2 separate regions of the Sus scrofa genome follow, and region 2 is linked to region 1. Evidence: chromatin contacts called from public Hi-C data. All regions are on one chromosome and are shown on one strand. The core of a region is the stretch at or near the end of the contact, and the rest is flanking DNA. Distances in the headings are between cores, read along the strand shown. Region 1 overlaps LOC100621494 (alpha-1-antiproteinase-like). Region 2 holds the start of SERPINA1 (serpin family A member 1).

Region 1 (5,252 bases), core at 628-3,127:
TTTGTATTATAATAATAATAATAATAATAATTGCATTATTGGCTATTATTGGACATCAGCTGGCCTTTACAGCTAATGTCCAATGACTTCTCTTCCTTTTGACTCTTTTATTCCTAAGGCAAACATTAGCCCATGGTCAGTTCCCAGCTCCTCAAACCCTTCAGTAGTAAGTCTCTCTAGTAAAACACCACCCAAAGTCCTCTTTATATCTGTGTCCACTCTGGAGTCAAGGAGGTGATCAGGCTACTGCCAGTCCTCAGGGTGCCTCCTACCATGCAGACTAGGAAAAGGTGGCTGTAGTAGGTTGCTAGGGCTGCCATAACTGAGTGCCACGCACTGGTGCCTTAAACAACTGAAATGTATCGTCTCATGTTTCGGGGGGCTGGGAGTCTGAAATCAAGCTGTTTTCAAGGTTGACTCTCTCCGAGAGCTGTGAGGAAGGTCTGTTCCAGGCCTTTCTCTTTGGTGGGTAGATTAACCATCTTCATGCTCGCATGGTGTTCTCACTCTTTCTTCATATGGTTCTCTCTCTGCTCATGTCTCTGTGTCCACATTTCCCCTTCCTATAAGGACACCTGTCATGTTGGATTAGGGCCCAGCCCAGTGACCTCATTTTAAGTTGATTACCTCCATAAAGACCCTATCGCCAAAGGAGGTCACATCCTGAGGTACTTACTGAGGGTTAGATGTCAATATATACATTTTGCAAGGGACACAGTTCCACCTATAACAGCATCTCTTTGGCCCATACCTGACTGATGAGCAGTGGTATTCCACCCCCATCCCAATACTTTATTATGACAGTTTAAAAACATAGAGTAGGAGTTCCCTGGTGTCTTAGTGGTTAAGGATGCAGTATTGTCACTGCCATGCTCCTTGTCACTGTTGTGGCTTGGGTTCCATCCTTGGCCCAGGGAACTTCTGTATGCCATGGGAGCAGCCAAAAAAAAAAAAAAAAAAATCAACAAAAAATAACAAAAACCAGAGCAGAGTGGAAAGGATTTTATAGTGGACACTTAAAATCTACCACCTAGATTCTTCCATTAGCATTTTACAATGCTCATTTTATCACCTATTATCTGCCATAAGAGCACCTTTTAATCAGATGGATGTCACCACATGCCAGGGTGCACCACTTGGCGAGTGTAGCTGTGATGAATTTCAGGCTCAACACTATCTCTGCCAGGTGCAGTGCACAACCTGTACCACTGTCCTTATTGACCCCAAAGATAATCCAGAGGGCAGTAGAGTTCTACAAAGCCCTCGTTTCATTTTAACAAGTAAGTTTGTAATTCAAAATAATTCACCAAGCTTATATGGAACCTAGCACAAGGTGTAACTGAGGACTGGCATGTGGTTGGCACTCAGTGCAAGATAATTGAATGAAAGAATGATTAGTTGGGTTCATAAGCTTAGTTTATGTGAGCAATGACTAGGCATCCAAAATGTATCTAGACTCCAGAGAGAGGGCGTGCCTACCAGGAAAAAACACATTCTTCTTAGAAGCAGCTCTGATGGCACAAATATTGACATGGTTTAAGATGACACTTATTCTGAAAGCCTTTGGTTGACGATTCAGGAGGCTCCTCCTGGGTTTCTCCTCACATTTGGTCCTCCATCCAGTTCTGCCCTGTCCTATGGTAGGAATGTTCCCCCACAGGTAGCCACAGGGGTCTAAACTTACACACTGGGGTGGGGAGACTTGGCAAGATCACGGTCTAAAGCCAAGTGACTATCGCTGAAGATCTAGCCAACAACTTGAGCAAAACGTTTACCAGGGCAGTGACTTTGGGGATTTCTGATGCTCTCCCAGGCTGGAGAGTGAGTTAATATTAACAGGCCCAAGGTGATGTGGGCTTGTGTAATCTGCGCCTGGCCACCTCCTCCCCAGCTGACAGTCCTGTTTGTCCTCTGTGCCTGTGGCACCTCAGCTGTCCCTCAGCTACTGCCCAGGGAGGAGGTTGGTGGGCTGGTTTCCGGGCAGCAGTATGCAATGCTATTGCCACCCTGCTGCAGCGGCGGTGGCCTGGGTGGTCTGGTGTTGGAACTGCCATCTCTGGGTGCGAGAACATTTTAGTCCAGAAGGGGCAACGGCTCTCCTAACACCTCATCTTGCTCTGCCAACCAATTCCCCCGCCACTACCCGGCTGAGTTAACTAAATGCAAACATGCTTTTGCCACTGCCCTGACTCAGGAGCCTCTTTACCCACAGCAGCATTTTGCAAAGTGTATTCCGTGATTTGTGAAAAAAAAAAAGCGGAGGGGGGGATGCTCCTTGGTCAGTTAAGTCTGGGCAACACTGTAGCCTCTCTCCTACTTGGATGGTAACATTAGAAAGGAAAGACTTATCCAGAGGAGCTCCTGCTGTGGCTCAGTGGGAACCCAGCTGCTATCCACGAGGATGTGAATTCAATTCCTGGTCTCGCTCAGTGGGTTAAGGATCTGGCGTTGCCGTGAACTTGGTATAGGTCGCAGATGCACCCCATATCTGGCGTGGCTGTGGCTGTGGCACAGGCTGGCAGCTGTAGCTCCCATTTGACCCCTCACCTGGGAATTTCCATATGCCGCAGGTGCAGCCCTAAAAAGACAAACAAACAAACAAACAAAAAACCTTTATCCAGAGATTTCCAAAACCCATTTCACTAAGGAAACTTTCCCCTGTAATACAAACTAAGACTCTAGGAAATGTTTGTGGGGGGAATGTCCTTTTTCAGCCCCAATGCCTGCTGCTCCGTCTAGGATAGAATTGCCTTCCTGAGCATCTGCCTGCCACCACCCCTTTCCATTTGATTTTTAAATTAATATTTAGTACGTTTTAAATACAGAAAACTCGGAGTTCCCATTGTGGCGCAGTGGTTAACGAATCCGACTAGGAACCATGAGGTTGCGGGTTCGGTCCCTGCCCTTGCTCAGTGGGTTAACGATCCGGCGTTGCCGTGAGCTGTGGTGTAGGTTGCAGACTCGGCTTGGATCCCGCGTTGCTGTGGCTCTGGCGTAGGCCGGTGGCTACAGCTCCGATTGGACCCCTAGCCTGGGGACCTCCATATGCCACGGGAGCGGCCCAAAGAAATAGCAAAAAGACAAAAAGACAAAAAAATAAAAAAAAAAAAAAATAAATAAATACAAAAAACTCTAAAGAAGAAAACAAAGCGGTGTAAGATCTGCCACCCAATTTTTATGTGATTCTGCCAAAATATAATTTACTTTAAGCCTCTGCTGAATACCTTTTAGGGCTCCAAGTCACTCAGGAAAAGAGCCAGTCCACCCGTGTACCATGTACAAGTCCCCCTCCCCCGCCCCCGCACGCCCCTGCCCAGGCCAGGTGTTCTAGTCACTTCTCTGGCCGCTTCTTCTTCTCTCCTGCTCTCAGTGCTCAAGGCACACTGCCTCCTTGATGCTTCCCTTGAACCCACCAGACACATCCCTGCCCCAGGGCCTTTGCACCTCCTATTCCCTCTGCCTGGTTGCTGTCTCTTAGACACCTGCATGGCTTCCTTACTCTCGAATCTGCCTTGGGTTTCAGAGGTCACCTTCTCAGTGAGGCCTTCCCTGATGTTCTGCTGGGTGTATCTCAGCCCCTAGCATTCCCTAGCCCCTGTCCCCACATGATTTCTTTCTGTGGAACCCATCACCTTCTCCTATTCTATACATGGTGTTGACTTACCCAGATTACTGCCTGCATCCTCCACTTAGCTCCCGTGGGCAGGGTCTTTGTCTGTTTTGTTCATAGCTGCACAGCCAGTGCCTGGCACATGGTAGGTGCTCAGTAAACAATTGTGAGATAAATGAATGTGTATGTTCACAGAAGAAACTATACTAGGTACACTGTATTTTTTTTTTTTTTTGCTATATTTTTTGCTTTTAGAGATCTTTCCCTATCAACCTGTGTCAAACTACTGTATACTTTAAAAAGGCTGCATGAGACTCCATTGTTGGGATGTACCTCATTTTATAGAACTAATCTCTATTTTTATAGACACTTAGGAATTTTTGCTCTTCAGACAATGCTGTAATTAAAAAGAAAACAATTTTCTTTTTAAGGATCAGGGATCAGACCTGAGCCACAATTGCAACCTAAGCCACAGCTGCGGTAATGCTGGATCCCCTTAACCTACTTTACTGGGCCAGGGATGGAACCTGTGTCCCAGAGCTCGTGAGAGGCCACCCATCCAGTTGCAGCATAGTGGGAACCTCCAAATAGTATTTTTAAACATTTCCTCTTTGTAAATATTTCCATGGGATAAATTCCCAGGAGTGGACTTCCTGAGTCAGAATTTGTTCTTTTTTTTTTTTTTGAAACGTTAATAGATGTTACCAAATTATCTTCCAAAGAGGTTGCACACACTTAAGCTCCCCCATCTATTGTGCAAGAATGTTGATTTCCTCGCATGTAAACCAGCGATGAGTAGCAATGAGTCAACCTCGTATGTTTATGCCAGTCTAATAGGTGAAAAGCAGCACTCTGATTTGTGTTTTTACAATAATGAATGGGTTGAAAATTCTTTCGTATTTCCATTGGCCATTTGTATTTATTTATTTATTTTTTGTTTTCTGCCAGCTTAAATCCTTTGCCCATTATCCTACTGGATTATTTATTATTTATTACTCTCTCTCTCTCTCTCTCTCTATATATATATATATATATATGTATATATATATATATATATATTTATTTATTTTTTTTTTGTCTTTTTAGGGCCACACCTGCGGCATGTGGAGGTTCCCAGGCAAGGGGTCTAATTGGAGCTGGAGCTGCCGGCCTGCGCCAGAGCCACAGCAATGCAGGATCCGAGCTGCGTCTGTGACCTACACCACAGCTCACAGCAACACCGGATCCTTAACCCACTGAGCGAGGCCAGGGATCAAACCCACGTCCTTATGGATGCCAGGCAGGTTCGTTAACTGCTGAGCCATGACAGGACCTCTTTTGCTGTCTCCTTATAGATTTAAGAGTTCTTTAACTCACAGATATAGAGAATAGACTTGGGGTTGCCACGCTGGGGTGAGGGTGGGCTAGGCAAGGATTGGGAGATTGGAATTAGCAGAGGTGAACTAGTATATACAGGATGGATAAACAACAAGATCCTACCTTTGGCACAGGCAACTATATTCCACATCCTGTGATGAGCCGTAAGGGAAGAGAATATGAAAGAGGATACATGCACGTCTAACTGAGCCACTTTGCTGTGCAGCAGAGATGAACACATCATACATCAACTATACTTTAATAAAAAATTTAAAAAGTTATGTAA
Region 2 (5,337 bases), core at 2,437-4,936, 38 kb after region 1:
GGCAGGCACCTACCAGGGGTGGTAGTCCTCCCTGCACCTGTGCTCAGGTAGGGTTCACACCTGAGATTTCTTCCTGGGCAGTTGCCACACTGCCCAGGACAAGAGGGGGGAACCCTGCTCAGCAAAGAGCTGCCCCTGAGTTTGGGGAATGTTCAGTTCAATTCTCCAAGTCTCTGTGGATTGCCTATTAGCGGCCAAGCCCTATTCCTAGCAGACCTCAGCATCAGCACCCCTCAGAGCATCATCATCACTCTTAGGAAAGAGCAGGTGCTTTCCATGCACTGCCTCATCTAATCTTCTCTCAAACTTACCCTGCAAGGTGGGCATTATTATGAGCGCCGTTTTATAGATGGAAAAATTGCAGCCTAAGGAGGTTAACTTACTGCAAACCACAGCTCTGGTTGCTTACAGATCTGAACGGAATCCTCGGCATTTCAAGCCCAGAACTTGGCATTTAACTCTTCTCTCTATATAAAAGCTGAAGGCAGAGGCCTGGGAACAGAAAACATTAGCGGGGACCTGGCTGAATGAAGAGCGGCAGCATCATTTTGTGGCTATGCTCAGAGGCTGTGTGAAGTCAGAATGCCCAAGTTCGATTCACTATCTGCTGGGTGACCTTGGACAAGTTACTTCACCTCTCTGAATCCGTTTCCCAGAGATGATGAGAGTGTACTACATAAAGCTATTATGCAAGCGAAATAGGTGCAAAGTGCCGAGAAATGCCTGGAGCACACTCAGTTCGCGGGAGGCATCAGTTATTGCTACTGTGGCTGTTTCCGAGCGCTCCTGGGTCTCCTGCTGTCATAGTAACAGCAGCCCTAGGGTCCTTTCCTGCTCCCCAATCCTTCCCAGGTCTTCCCTCAATACCTGCCAGGAACTAAACTGGCCCTTTATAAGCAGGTGCAAGTGGGGGGCTGGCTCTGGCATCTGGGCCCCAGGAGGGAGCATGTTCCTGCCGGCACAGCTCCTGCGTCTTTCCTGCCCTTTTGTTCTGTAAGTCCCAGCACCTCCCCTCCTGCTCAGGTATGTACCTTTTTCCACGTCTACAGATGAGAAAGACAAGGCTCTGAGACGGACACTGAGGTGCCCAGGCTCACGTAGGGACCTGGTGGGGAAGCTAGACTGGACCACAAGCCCAGAGTTTCAGCAGCTCATCGGGCCACCATCCTCTACACAAATGCCCAGAACAGAACTGTGGGCTTCCCTTGGCATCTTCGTGTGCCTCTAGGGGAGTCTGCTTGCCTTGGCCTTCATCGCCTTTGCAGGTATCATGCCCCAACCCGCTCCATCCTCCCTGCATCCCGGGGCCTGTCCCGGCAGCACAGAGCCCCAGAGGCCTCTGGAGAGGTGCTCGCCAGTGGAAGGCGTACTTACGATTCACTGTCCCAGGCCGGGGCTTGTGACCAAGGCTGAGGAGACAGAGCCCTGTCCTCACCTGTATTTAAGCCGTGGACCCAGAGGGTTGACGGGGGAGGCTGCTGGTGAATATTAACCAAGGTCGCCCCAGTTATCGGAGGAGCAAACAGGGACTAAGTCCACTGGCTGGACACTGCCGCCTGCCCACGCTGCACGGATGTGCTCCTTCTGGGCGGCACGCAGCCCTCTGCTCCCATACCAAAGGGAGTCTTTGTGCCCAGCTCACAAACCGCAGCAGCATCCTTCATCCGAGGTGGGTGACGAGTGTGTGACTCAGGCTCTCTCTGGGATGGCATGACTTTGCCAGCCTTCACTCCCACTGGTGGCGAGAGCTGCCTTGAAATGCCCACTGCAGGTGTAGGGGGCAGAGTAGATGAGGAGTCCAATTGGCAGATGGGACAATTGAGGCTTTAGGGTGGAAAGGCTGCTCATCCAAAGTCATCAAGCCAGCCTCAAACAAAACAAAGTGAAACAAAACAAAACAAAACTGCTCTTGACATGATGGAAAATATTATGAGAAAAGAATGTACATATATATATATATATATATATATATATGTACAACTGGGTCACTTTGCTACACAGCAGAAATTGATTTGGCATTGTAAATCAAACATAATTACAAAAAAAAGGGCATTCCCATTGCAGCTCCATGAGGATGCAAGTTCAATCCCTGGCCTTGCTCAGTGGGTTAAGGATCTAGAGTTTCTGTGAGCTGTGGTACAGGCCGACGGCTACAGCTCTGTTTCGACCCCTAGCCTGGGAACTTCTATGTGGCACAGATGCAGCCCTAAAAAGACAAAAAGACAGCAAAAACACTCTCACCTTCCCTGGAAAAAAACAGGGCCTGACTGATGCCAACACAGCTGTAGGTGGTCATGGGCACAGGCCAGGGGGCAGAGAGTGAATCTATGAAGAAGAGCTGGGCGGCCTCAGGAGAGCTGCTCCCTCTCTCTGAACCAGGAGTATTTTCATCTGCGTGGGAGGGCTTTAGCAGTCCCCCTTCTCAGCACGGTTGTCAAGGATACACAAAATTGCATAAAGCTGGCACACATTAGGCTCTTTGTTTCTGTCCGCACAGCCTTCTAATCAACCCTGCCGTCCAGGCTTGTCTGAGTGGGAGGAGGGCAGCCTCAGGCCTGTTTCTGTTTCCACTGGACACGGCTCCCAGCAGATTAACACGATCCATGGGCTACCTGGATTTGTCTGGGGCTGGTAGCCCTGTCTGCGAGCTGCTGCAGGCCCTGGGGGCCACTGGTGGGAGAGGTGGGATGGTGCAAGGCTGAGGCCATAGGGCCTTGGCTCTGATCCCTTTAAGGCAGACAGCATCCCACTGTGCCCGCCACCCCAGACCTGCTTGGCATGTAGCGTGCTCTCCGTAGACATTGTGGAGCGAGTGAACAATCGCATCTTTGTCCCTCCTCTCGTTTCCCTGGTCCCAGCTGTGGGGCTCTGCCAGCCGAATAGCTGGCAGATCCTTACAGCACACAGGTTTGGACCAGGGAACCCAGTGCCCTATTCATGGGCTGTGAGATCTCAGGCAAGCTGGGTCGCCTTCCTGTGCCTCAGTTTCCCCTTCTGTAAAATGGGGGTGGAGACAGTTCCCACCTCACTGGGCTGCTGTGAGGATGAAATACAGCTGTTTCAGGGGAGCTCAGAGTCCAGTGTCAGGTGTGCACACTAAGCCCTTTGTGAGGTTGCCGCCCCGCGCCAGTGGGGGTCCCCAGTATCAATCAGGGTTGGCGGAGCTGTGGTGGGGGACTCCAGGAGCTTCCTCTAGGCCTCCCTCACTCAGTCCACTCCGTACCTCGGTGAGGGGAGTATGTCCCACGCCCCATACGGGAGCAGAAAGGAACCCTGGGAGGGGAGGGCTCCCAGCTCTCCTCCCTCCCGACTCCCCAGACCACAGTCCAGCTTCCAAACCCTGACTTTTTCCGGTGAGCTGGCTGAACGGGCATCTCCGGAGGGCTCTACATCTGCTCACAGCTTGGAGACCTGCCCTCCATTCCTCCTGGGCATTCCTTCCCCTCCCCGTGCCTCAGTCTCCCCATCTGTACAATGGCCTCCCTCCAAGCCGGCTGTCCCTCCCAGTGCTCACCCTGAACGGGCAAAGGCAAGTGCCCAGGCTGCTGCCAAGCTTGGCCCCCATCAATCTGGAGCTGATGGGAAGGTGCCGCCACCCACCCCCTCAACCCCGTCTACCTTCACTGCCCGGTTCCTGTGGTGCAGGGGTGAACACCTCTTCCTCTGGGGCTCCTGGCTGCCGTGCTGGGACCTCGTGCCCTGGAGCACGGTGCCTGGGCTTTGCCTGCACAGGAGGAAGGAAGGCGGCTCTGGGTGGTGTGGCAGCAGGTCCGGGAGGGGCGGGGATCTGGGGCAGGAAGCCACCTTGCACAAAGCTGCCAAGAGCCGGGATGCCAGATGGCCCTTCCCAGCCCAGGCAGGCCTGTGTGTCACCCGCTGTTCCTGCGGGTCTGACTGTGTGACCCAGGATGAACCACCCAGTTCCTCTGAGCCTCTGTAAGCGGACTGATTGCATCTGGCAGAGAAGATTAAGGGAGATGACAGGTGTTACCTTCTGGCCCAGGGCCTGGCATCAGCATCTTGGCACATTTCCAGGGCCACCCGTAGAGGGAGGAGGCCTGAGCTGCTTCTGAAATGCCAAGGGGAGCCTCACGGAGATTAAGATGGGTCTGTGTGTGTGTGGCGGAAGGTATATCACAGAACTTATGTCACAGTAGGTCTTGCGGGGAACAGAAGGGACACAAGGTGTCATGAACAGTGGGGGAACTTAGAGGAGGAATGAAGAAAGAGCATGGGGAGAGAGTGAGGGGCACAGGTTCGGGGCTTGTCCCTTCTGAGTGCAGGGCTCCTGACTCAGCCCTCCCTTATCCCCTGTCCTTACCCCATCCCCGACTCCTCTCGTGTTTCGTGCTGCAGAGAGCTCCTGTGGACACAGCCTGGGAAGAAGGGGTGGGGTGATGTGGGAGACTAAGTAAGGACAGATGTCTGGGGTAGAGACACCCCATGGCCATTCTCCCGGACACGGACCACAAGCCAAGGGGGAGAAAGTCCTGGCCACTTGGTTACTTCTGGAATTGTTGATGGTAGCATCTGGACTGACTCTCTGGAAGTGAATATATCTTCAGAAGATGCTGCGGGCTGGCTGTGAATAAGGGGCATCTGGGGAGATGCAGCCTCCATTCCCCAGGCCTGCCTAGAGGTGGGAGAGGGGTGGAGCGAAGCCTGAGTGCTGAGGGGTAGGCGTGTCTTGTCTGCCGTGGGAAGATGGGGACGGGGAGGGGATCTGGGCCAAGCCGATCAAGGGCCAGAGGCCCCGACTGGTCCAGGGAGCGATGGACTTCAGGGATGATGTACCCGCGGCAGAGTTCCTTGCAGGGTGGGGGAGTCAGCCTGTGCCGCGTGCCCAGGAATACACACAGACCCAGCACGCGTACCCCCACACTCAGATCCCCCTTTCACATTATGGGAACCCCACACTCAAGGCACTGGCTCCCTTATTAAGGGCGCAGCGTGGGGCAGCTGTTAAGGCATGGACTCTGGGGCTAAGCTCTGGTTCAAGCGCCACTCCACAGCTTCTCTGTGAGGTCTTAGGTACTTCCTCTCCCTGGACCTCCGTTTCCTTATCTGGGAGATGAGGCTATAGGAATGGTCACTTCTACCAGAGTTGTGAAGGACGTGAGATGATAACATGGGAGACTAAGGGTGGCCTCAGGCATAGCTGGGCCCCAAGTCAGTGTCACACACATTTGATCTCCCAGGGGCTGAGCAGGAGAAAGACTTGGGGAGCAACGAGCTTTGTCTGGGGACACCTCTTTGGCTTCCAGCTCTGCTCATCCCCAAAGGCCACTAATCCCTTCTTCTGGGGGCACAGGGCCAGGGGCAATGAGCATTTTTCTG

What was found. A called contact is a pair of places that touch in the nucleus more often than the background predicts.
Region 2: a Hi-C map of liver shows a contact between it and region 1, with 4 times the contacts expected there. The contact joins the promoter of SERPINA1 here to the enhancer-like site in region 1. A contact is called at or near these places in 30 of 47 Hi-C or Micro-C datasets (alveolar macrophages, blood, differentiating spermatogonia and 16 more).

Annotation. Positions count from the first base shown.
Region 1 is chr7:115,577,489-115,582,740 of Sscrofa11.1, forward strand. LOC100621494 (alpha-1-antiproteinase-like) reads right to left here. Exons shown (of 5, transcript XM_021099664.1): 5 at 5,210-5,252. Among named protein-coding and RNA genes, the nearest start is that of SERPINA6, 26 kb to the left of the region's middle. Within about 2 kb of position 1,878, at least 4 of the 83 cell types and tissues checked have an H3K27ac peak or open chromatin away from gene starts, as enhancers often do. A contact at or near this core is called in fetal liver and liver, where this site is marked.
Region 2 is chr7:115,613,229-115,618,565 of Sscrofa11.1, forward strand. It overlaps SERPINA1 (serpin family A member 1), which reads right to left and starts at 3,687. Exons shown (of 6, transcript NM_001348942.1): 1 at 3,619-3,687.